Regions from separate parts of the Macaca mulatta genome. Here region 2 is linked to region 1. Evidence: chromatin contacts called from public Hi-C data. All regions are on one chromosome and are shown on one strand. The core of a region is the stretch at or near the end of the contact, and the rest is flanking DNA. Distances in the headings are between cores, read along the strand shown. Region 1 holds the start of PCBD1 (pterin-4 alpha-carbinolamine dehydratase 1). Region 2 holds the start of SGPL1 (sphingosine-1-phosphate lyase 1).

Region 1 (4,172 bases), core at 455-2,954:
AGTTTCATCCTAGGAGGATCCAGGTCTAGGACCTTAACGGATCCCAGAACCTAGGCTTCTAGAGTAGCACCACCCAAGGGCAGAAATAGAGTGCTGAATTGAAAAGAAATACTTAGGGGTGAGGAGGGAATGTGAGGGAGGTTAATTTAGCTTTTATGAGGCAGCCTGCAGACTGAACACCATGTGTTGATTGGCAGGAAGTTTGAGCCCCGCTTTCACCATTTACCAGCCAGGTGGCTGTACCTCTCTTGGCAGAACCTCTACCTCCACAGATCATCAGGAGGTGCCAATGGGACACTTTAGGAAACTCCACTGCTATAAAGCAAATGTCATCTGCATTACAAAAAAATACCTCCTAAGGCAAGTAGGCTTGTGATGGGCCTGGTAGCATTTGTGGTAGCTGAAGCATCGCAGTGCTTTCCTAAGTCCGTCTTTTTTCCCTCCTGTTTCCCTCCTGAAAACGTGAGCTCTCTCCGGACTGAGGGAGCTTGGCCCCTCTCCTCTCCTCGGCTCTAGATGGCTACAGGGATTGAATGGCAGCAGCGATTTGCATCATCTGCCCAGTAGGGAGGTCTCTACTCCAGAGCTGGCCCTCTCCCCGTGGCTGACTGCCTGGTCCGTGTATCCAGACAACCAGAAGTCAGCCAAAGCATCAGAGCCCACTGTTTACTTCCTTGGCTCTTAAAGGGATGGGTGAGTCCAGGTGAGCTCTTAGGAGGCTTCCCTTTCTCGGTAGAGCCTTCTGGAACCCCCCAAGTCGCAGAGCCTGGGGCTGAACTGACAAATCTTCCAGGTGCCGGCTCTGGAGAGGGGGACGGTGCCCTGTTTGCTTAGTAAATCCCCGCCAGGTCTTGCCTCCTCTGGCGAGGTGTGGGGAGTGGTCGCCGATTTCCCAAGCCTGCATCTCTGGGGGCCTCAGCGCCCCTCACAAACAGCCCCACTCATCCTCCCTCCCCCAAGTCCCTCTCCCATCAAAAGGCCCTCCCAGTCTTGCCTGCTCCGAAGGCCTGTGGGCCAGAAACGGTCTGATGAAGCGCCCGAGCTTACAGCAGAGCAAGGGGCCCGCCCCCGCCCCGGGGGTAGGTGGGGGAAGCTAGCCCGGGAGGAGGGCTGCTCCTGCGCCACCAAGCCCCCGCGGCCGGGCACCGGCCTCAAACCGGCGCGGAGGCTGGCTCTGGAGCCCGGGACCGCACATGGGCTCAGAGCGTGAGTCCCAGGCGGACAGACCCTGTATCCAGAGTGCGAGCGGGAAGGGGCGCGGACGGGTACGCACAGGAGCGCGCAAACTCAGCCTGCCTCTCGCTCCCACCCCAGTATAAAGCCGAATCGGGCCACTAAGGGGACGAGATCTGCGAACTCTCCCACCACGGTCCTCCCCGGCCCTGTAAGGTCGTAGGCCCCGCCCCCAGCAGGGTCCGGGAACAAGCACTGGCCTGGGTCAGGGCAGGCCTGGCCTCCCAACTGGCTGGGACCGGGACCCGCCATGCCCCTCTCAGGGCCTCAGCTTCCCCTCCCCGCCGCCGGCGACAGGGACCCGGGCAGAGACCCCACTCTCGGACCCCGGCGGCTCCGCAGGAGGCTCGAAAAGACCCTCCCCCGCCCCGTCCCGCTCCCACCTCGCCCGCTGCTGCCCCGGCCCCGCTGCCCCGATCGCGGCGGCGCACCCCTGGACTCACCATGGCGCGGGCGGCAGCAGGTGGCCGGCGGAGAGGGCAGGCGGCGGCCGGGCGCGCAGGCGGCCGTCCCGGGGCGGGGCCGCGCTCGGACCGCCCTCCGGTAATGATTAACGTCCCCAGCCAGGGACGCGCTCGGCCTGCTTCCTTCCAGCACTTTCCTCGCTGCTCAGAGCCAATCCTCCGAGCTTGTTTCAGGGAGCTAGGGTGAAGCATGAGGGCTCCAAATGCCCACTTCAGGGTTGGAATCCCAGCCCGCCGCTTACAGCTGGGTGGCCCTGGGCGCCAGAATAACTATTTATTTCTTTATAAAAATCTTTTATTTGGATAGAATTGACATGCAATAAGTTGCACATATTCAACGTGTACAATTTGATGAATTTTAATGTTTCCCTCGTGAGACCGACACTGAGATCAAGATTATGAACATATCAAGTTTCCTTGATGACTAATGATATTGAATATCTTTTCATGTACTTATTTGCTAAGGATAAGTCTTTTTTGGTGAATAGCATGTTTGAATTTCCTGCCCATTAAAAAAGAAATTGGGTTGTTTGTTTTCTTACCGAGTTTTGAGGGTGTTTTTTTCTGGATATAAGGACATGATCAGGCAGTGCTTTTCAAATATTTTCTTTGAATTATCTTACGCTGCCTTTCAAAGAGCAAACGTTCTTAATTTTGATGAAATCCAATTTATCAAATGCTTCTTTGATAGATTTCTATTTTGATGTTGTACGCATAGAAATCTTGGCCTAACACGAGATCACAAAAGTTTTCTCCTATGTTTTAGAGCTTTGGGTTTTACATTTAGTCTGTGATCCACATTGAGTAAATATTTTTGTATGCTTCAAGTTATAGATCCAGATTCACTTTTGCACATGGAGATTCAGTTATTCCTTTCTCCACTGAATTGTCTTCGCACCTTTGTAAAACATCAATTGATTATATATGTGTGGGTTTATTTCTGAGCCCTTTCTTCTGTTCCATTGATCTGTTTGTCCATCATGACAGGACGCTACCTTGTCTTGATTATTATAGCTTTATAATAAGTCTTAGAGTCAGGTTAGAAAAGTCCTCTCACATTTTACATTTTTTCTGTTACCTTTTATTCTTGTACTCCATTTTTATTCCCCCCCGCCCGCCGCCACGGCCCATAGCAGCCTCTCTAATGTGTTAATGTGTATTTTTGTTTGCACACGTTCTTGCAAAATGTGTGGTGTTGTTTCGTCTATATGTATTTTTAAATTTATGTAAATGGTATTATGTAAATATATTACATTTCTCAGTCTGTTTCTTACAAAACAGAGTATTTAGTGGAAAATTAAGATCTACCCATGTCGCTATATGTATATTCAATCTGTAGCTTTTAACTGCGGCCTAGTATTTTGTAATGAGAGTCTGCCGTGGTTTCTTGTTCTATCAGTGATGGATACTTAGGTTCCCTCCAACTTTCTGCTGCTACCACCACCTCCCAAATCCGTGAGTATGTGGGCACACACACACATACACACACAGAGTTAAACAACAATGCTGCTGCAGTGAACATCTCTAATAGCTCCCGGGGCTGTGGGCAGTTTCTTAAGTATATTCATACCCTATGAATCCAGCAATTTCCCGCATGGGTGTGTATCTCAAAATAGTTCCAGATAATGTCCAGAATGGGGACACCAGTCCTCATTCTCGCCCGCACAGTGTGAGGGGGTACTATTTCCATATGCACCTTACACATACATACTCACACTTCCTGTTAGCCAGCTTTTTATTTTTTGTCAGGCTAATAGCTATAAAATGAGAGTTTATTGTGAAGCAGGATTTCTTTTGACCCCTTTGCTGGGGTTGCAGCAGGGAGTGCCCTATGTATTCAGCTTGCAGCCCACATCTGGTTTGCGTTCCAGCCCACAGCTCATGTGGCCACTGCAACTGCATGCTCAGCCCCTGGCATGAGGGAGCATCTGAGCGAGTGATGCAGGGTTTGGCCAGCTGCATCGAGCCATGACACGGGAGCAGGCTCCGTGTGGCGCCCATGGCCGGACCAGGTGTGTCACCCCAAGGAGACTGTGGCAGCACCCAGGCAGGGGTGCCTGAAGCCCCAGAGAGGAGTGTTACAGAGCTAATTAGCTCTTTTTGCTCCACCATCTGCAGCCTGATGGACAGCAGCATGTTAGCAGCTCTGTCAGCCCCTTTCTCCACTCTGGCCTGTGGCTCCAGGACCAGCTTGGCCCTGGTGCTGCTTCTGTTCTGTGGGGCAGCTGCCTCCACCAGTGAGGGCAGACGGCCAGTGTTACAGCGTTTGTGGATGCCGTTTGGTGGGTCCTGAGCTCTTGTCCTGCATCCAAGAAGAAAGAGGTCATGCTGACAATTGAAGGGTAGTGAGGATGGAGAATTTTATTGAGTGATGAAATGGCTCTCAGTGGAGAGGGAACGAGAAGGTCGGGTTGTCTCCCTCAGTGTGGCTGAGTCTAGGGAGTTTTATAGGCACAGGATCCGGGCAGAGCAGGC
Region 2 (4,172 bases), core at 1,026-3,525, 69 kb before region 1:
ATCATCTGGGGACCTTGTTAAGCTGTAGATTCTGATTCAGGAGGTCTGGAGTGGGGCCCCAAGAACATGCATTTATAAAAAGCTCTCAGGTAAAGCCAGTGTCGCTCTCAGGGAAACCACACTTTCAGAATGGAAGCTCCAGACAGCCCTCCTCTGCCTCTGACCAGCCAGCTAAGTGCCTCCTAATGTCATTCTGCTGTCAGAGAGAGTGTGGGGTAGGAGAGCAGGGTGGTCTGAGGTCTCTCTCTCTCTCTATCTGTCTCTCTCTCTATCTGTCTCTCTCTCTCTCTCTCTCACACACACACACACACACACACACACACACACACACACACACAGCTGCATGGGCTCACAGAGTTGCAAACCCAGACCCATGTTCTAGGCTGGGCTCTGCCAGGAACTGCCAGGAGTCACATCTCTCTCTGGACCTCAGTTTCTTCATGTGTATTCTCTGGGGTGGAGCTGGCGAATAGTTGAAGATCCCTCTAGCTCTACCATTTTTTGATACTAATTAACCAACAAGCATATTTGAGGTTCTCCCTACAAAGCCTGAAGCCTTGACTTCCCATCCAAACTCCCATGCAAACTCCACCCCATCATGGCTGTGTGTCTTTGGGAGGATCATTTCCTTCTTTGGTCTTGGTGTCCTTGTTTACAAGTTGAGGGATGATAAGAGTCACCTGATCTGGGCAAGTCAGGCCATAAATAAGGCTTGTATGTAAAGGTGCCTAGCATAGTTCTTGGCAGAGTAAGGATCTGTTCAATATGATTGAATCGGTTTGTGCATCTGGGAAGAATGAGCAGACTGCATACTGTGTATTAGGGTGTAGGGAGGAATCAGATGTGACCCTGCCCTCTAGTCATCTGGGTATACAGATTCTAGATTAAAGGATGTGGGGGTGGTAACTAACAAGGAGACGGAGACGAGGTGTGCAGTTCCTGGGGGATCTGATGAAGAATTAAAGCAGAAGGGTAGGAGATGGAGAATGGGAAGGCATGCCTGAAACCCTAAAGCAACTCTTGATGAGTAGGCAACGGCAGGAGGCCCCAGAACATTTTCTGACCCTTAAACACTGAGAATGCATGTCTGCTGGGGAACAGTAGTGAGAGGGGTAAGGGCATGGGGGTGTTCATGCCTGAGTCGGGGGCTCTGGATGGTAGAGACGTCTGGGAGTTCTGATGGAATGGGGGTGAGGAGGCCTAAAGATAACCTGTTCATAGTCTTTCAGGGCCTTAACCATTCTGGCGGGGGAATTGGGAAGTGCTGTTGGGGTACGCAGAGGAGGGCAGCTGTGATAGTACATTTCATCCCGAAAGCACTACATGATGATAATGACAGTAGTGATGATGATGCCCTAATTTTAGTGTCATGGCAACATTTTCCAAGGGGATGGAATTGGGTACCCTCATTAGTGTCATTTTTGTCTGAGAGATTTCAAGAGTCTATCTAGGTGTCATTTTAAGATCTATTGGAAAAAAAAGTCTTGAATGCAGGTCACTGGCCAGTTGGTTCCATGTAACTGCACTGCCTTCTGCTTCCGCTAAAGCCATGTTATGACAACGTGGACAAGTCATGGGAAACCTATTTGAGACTTAGTTTTTTCTTTTTCTTTTTGGAGCTGGGAGTCTCACTATGTTGCTCAGGCTGATCTAGAACTGCTGGGCTCAGACAACCCTCTCGCCTCAGCGTTCCAAAGTGCTGGGATTACCGAGGTAAGCCACTGCACCCAGCTGAGACTTAGTTTTTTCATCTGGAAATGAAGGTGACCTTTGTGATCCCAGGGGCCCCTTGCACTTGTGTATAAGGAGATTCCCAGCACTGTTCATGAAAGTAGTGATGGCAGAGTAGCCTCTGGGGCGCGGGGGGTGGGGGGGCGTGGTGGAGGGGAGGATGAGGATGGGATTTCCATTAAATGAGTTTCCATGTTGCTTTTCTTCAGGCACCACTGACCTCGATGGAAAAATGAAGTCCCCGGCCCAGGAAAGAGACCCAACTCTGTGGCTGTTTTGGATTAGTTTGTACAATGCCCTGCAGCCTTACTTTCTCAGGAGGCTCCAAGTGACCAAATGTGACCAGGAAGTTTTTTGTTAAAGGCAGTCTGGAAGAGAAGTTGTGACCGTCGGCATCCCACAGCCGCCCCAGGACGGCCTGGTTGAGACATTCACTGGAGGGCCTGGGTGCAGCCCGCTGCCTGGCCAGTAGGCGGCGCGCACACGCCGTGGGGCCCGGGTCCGGGCGTGCGCGCGGCTGGTGGCAGCGGGGCCGCGCACGCCAGGGTCCGGGAGCCGGGCCGGTGCCCCCGGAGCCATTTCCGGGAGGGGCGAGGCCGGCGGCTGCCGGGCCTCCAATCTCGGCGGCGGCGGCGGCGGCAATAGTGGATTCTGGTTCTCGCGGCCTGCGGGTCTGTCGCGCGCTGAGGGAGACGCGGGAGGTGGAGCCGGCCGGGTGCTCGAGGGAAGGAGACGGGAAGCTGGTTCCGGCGTGAGGAGGTGGAGGGGCCGCCGCGGGCTCCGGGGGGCGGTGAGGGTCGGGACGGAGGCGCAGCGGGGTGAGGAGAGGGCAGGGGCCGGGTGAGCCGGGGGCGCGCAGAGGCGGAGTAGGGGCGGCTGCGGCCGGGGCGGGGGCGGGCTGAAGGCGTGGGCACCTGCAGCCGAGGTCCAAGCGAGTGGACGGCGGGCGGGCGCGGGGCCGCGGTGGGGCGAGTCTGGAGCCCACGCCTGCCGCGGGGTAGGAGTGGGCGTGGGCGGCCAGGATTTGCTGGTCCTCCGACGGGACGGGAAGGCTGTGAGGAGGGAGGGGGGACAACGAGAGCGAGGCCGTGCTGCTTCTAAAGGGAGTGCGAGGAGGCAGGACCCTGGCACCCTCGGCACCTTCAGCCCGGGTTAGGTGGCCTGGGCTGGGCTCCGCACCCCGATCGCGCGCAGACGGGGCGTTTCCCCTAGTTTCCACCTGGGTGGAATGCTTTGTGGGAGTCTGGGTCTGGATTAGTTTCATCAACTGTGGGAGGGAAACCTAGTTGCAGCAGGATTTTGATTCGCTGGTTTGGGGTGCTGGGGGTGGAGTGTGATATCTGGGAGTGAAATCTGAGCCTTCAAAGGAGGGAGAGAACCATAACTTGGCTGCTCTGGCGAATCTAGGCGGGCCGGCGAGACAGTTTAAAGCTCTAGACGTAAACAAACCTGGTTCCCTTTTACAGAGTCTGAAGAAGGGGAGCACGGAGAGGAGGCTGGAAGAGGAAGATGCCTAGTACAGACCTTCTGATGTTGGTGAGCCTTTTGCAGACATCCTCCTGGTTCGAAGGCACTTGTCTCCGTTTTTTTTTTTTTTAGTCCAAAGGATCCCAGTGTGTAGATTTCACCTCTGATGCTTACTTTTGGTAGCTGAGCATTTCTGCCACCTTTTATTTTGTTTTATTTTGTTTTGTTTTGTTTTTTTGGAGACGAATTCCCACTCTGTTGCCCAGGCTGGGGTGCAGTGGCATGATCTCAGCTCACCGCAACACCTGCCTCCTGGGTTCAAGCGATTCTTCTGCCTCAACCTCCCAAGTAGCTGGGATTACAGGCGCACGCCACCACACCGAGCTAATTTTTGTATTTTTAATAGAGACAGGGTTCTCCATGTTGGCCAGGCTGGTCTTGAACTCCTGACCTGTGGTGATCCACCTGCCTTGGCCTCTTGAAGTGCTGGGATTCCAGGCGGGAGCCACCACGCCTGGCCAACCACCTTTTATTTTGGATGAATGATCAGGATGAATAAATAGCTGAATTAAATATATCAATACAGTATATGTAGAACTTAAATTATTGAAGAGTCTTTTTCAAAATTATTGTTTTTTTAATGAGACGGGGTCTTGCTATGTTCTTCAGACTGGAGTGCAGTGGCTATTTACAGGGATAATCATAGCTCACTGTAGCCTGGAACTCCCATTTCAAGTGATCCTCTTGCTTCAGCCTCTGGAATAGCTAGGACTAGAAGTACAAGTCACCTCTCCTGGCTTTCTTTTTCATAATTCTTGCAGTTTTAATCCCTCCCTTCCCATACTACCAGAGCAGTTTTGAAACCTCTATTATTACGTTTTATCAGGGTCTGCCATATATTGGTTTATCTGAGTGTTTGTCTTCCAGATTAGAGTTATGGTTCCTCAGCAGGCAGATAAGCATGTCTTCTTTGT

Evidence for each region. A called contact is a pair of places that touch in the nucleus more often than the background predicts.
Region 2: a contact with region 1 is called in a Hi-C map of liver, with 4 times the contacts expected there. The contact joins the promoter of SGPL1 here to the promoter of PCBD1 in region 1. A contact is called at or near these places in 8 of 14 Hi-C or Micro-C datasets (CD4 T cells, blood, cortical neurons and 4 more).

What each region holds. Positions count from the first base shown.
Region 1 is chr9:78,747,565-78,751,736 of T2T-MMU8v2.0, reverse strand. It overlaps PCBD1 (pterin-4 alpha-carbinolamine dehydratase 1), which reads right to left and starts at 1,704. Exons shown (of 4, transcript NM_001266886.1): 1 at 1,677-1,704. The coding sequence starts at 1,679.
Region 2 is chr9:78,817,614-78,821,785 of T2T-MMU8v2.0, reverse strand. It overlaps SGPL1 (sphingosine-1-phosphate lyase 1), which reads left to right and starts at 2,275. Exons shown (of 16, transcript XM_077946649.1): 1 at 2,275-2,490; 2 at 3,198-3,267. LOC107000172 (a long non-coding RNA gene) reads left to right here. Exons shown (of 3, transcript XR_013398097.1): 3 at 1,941-2,077.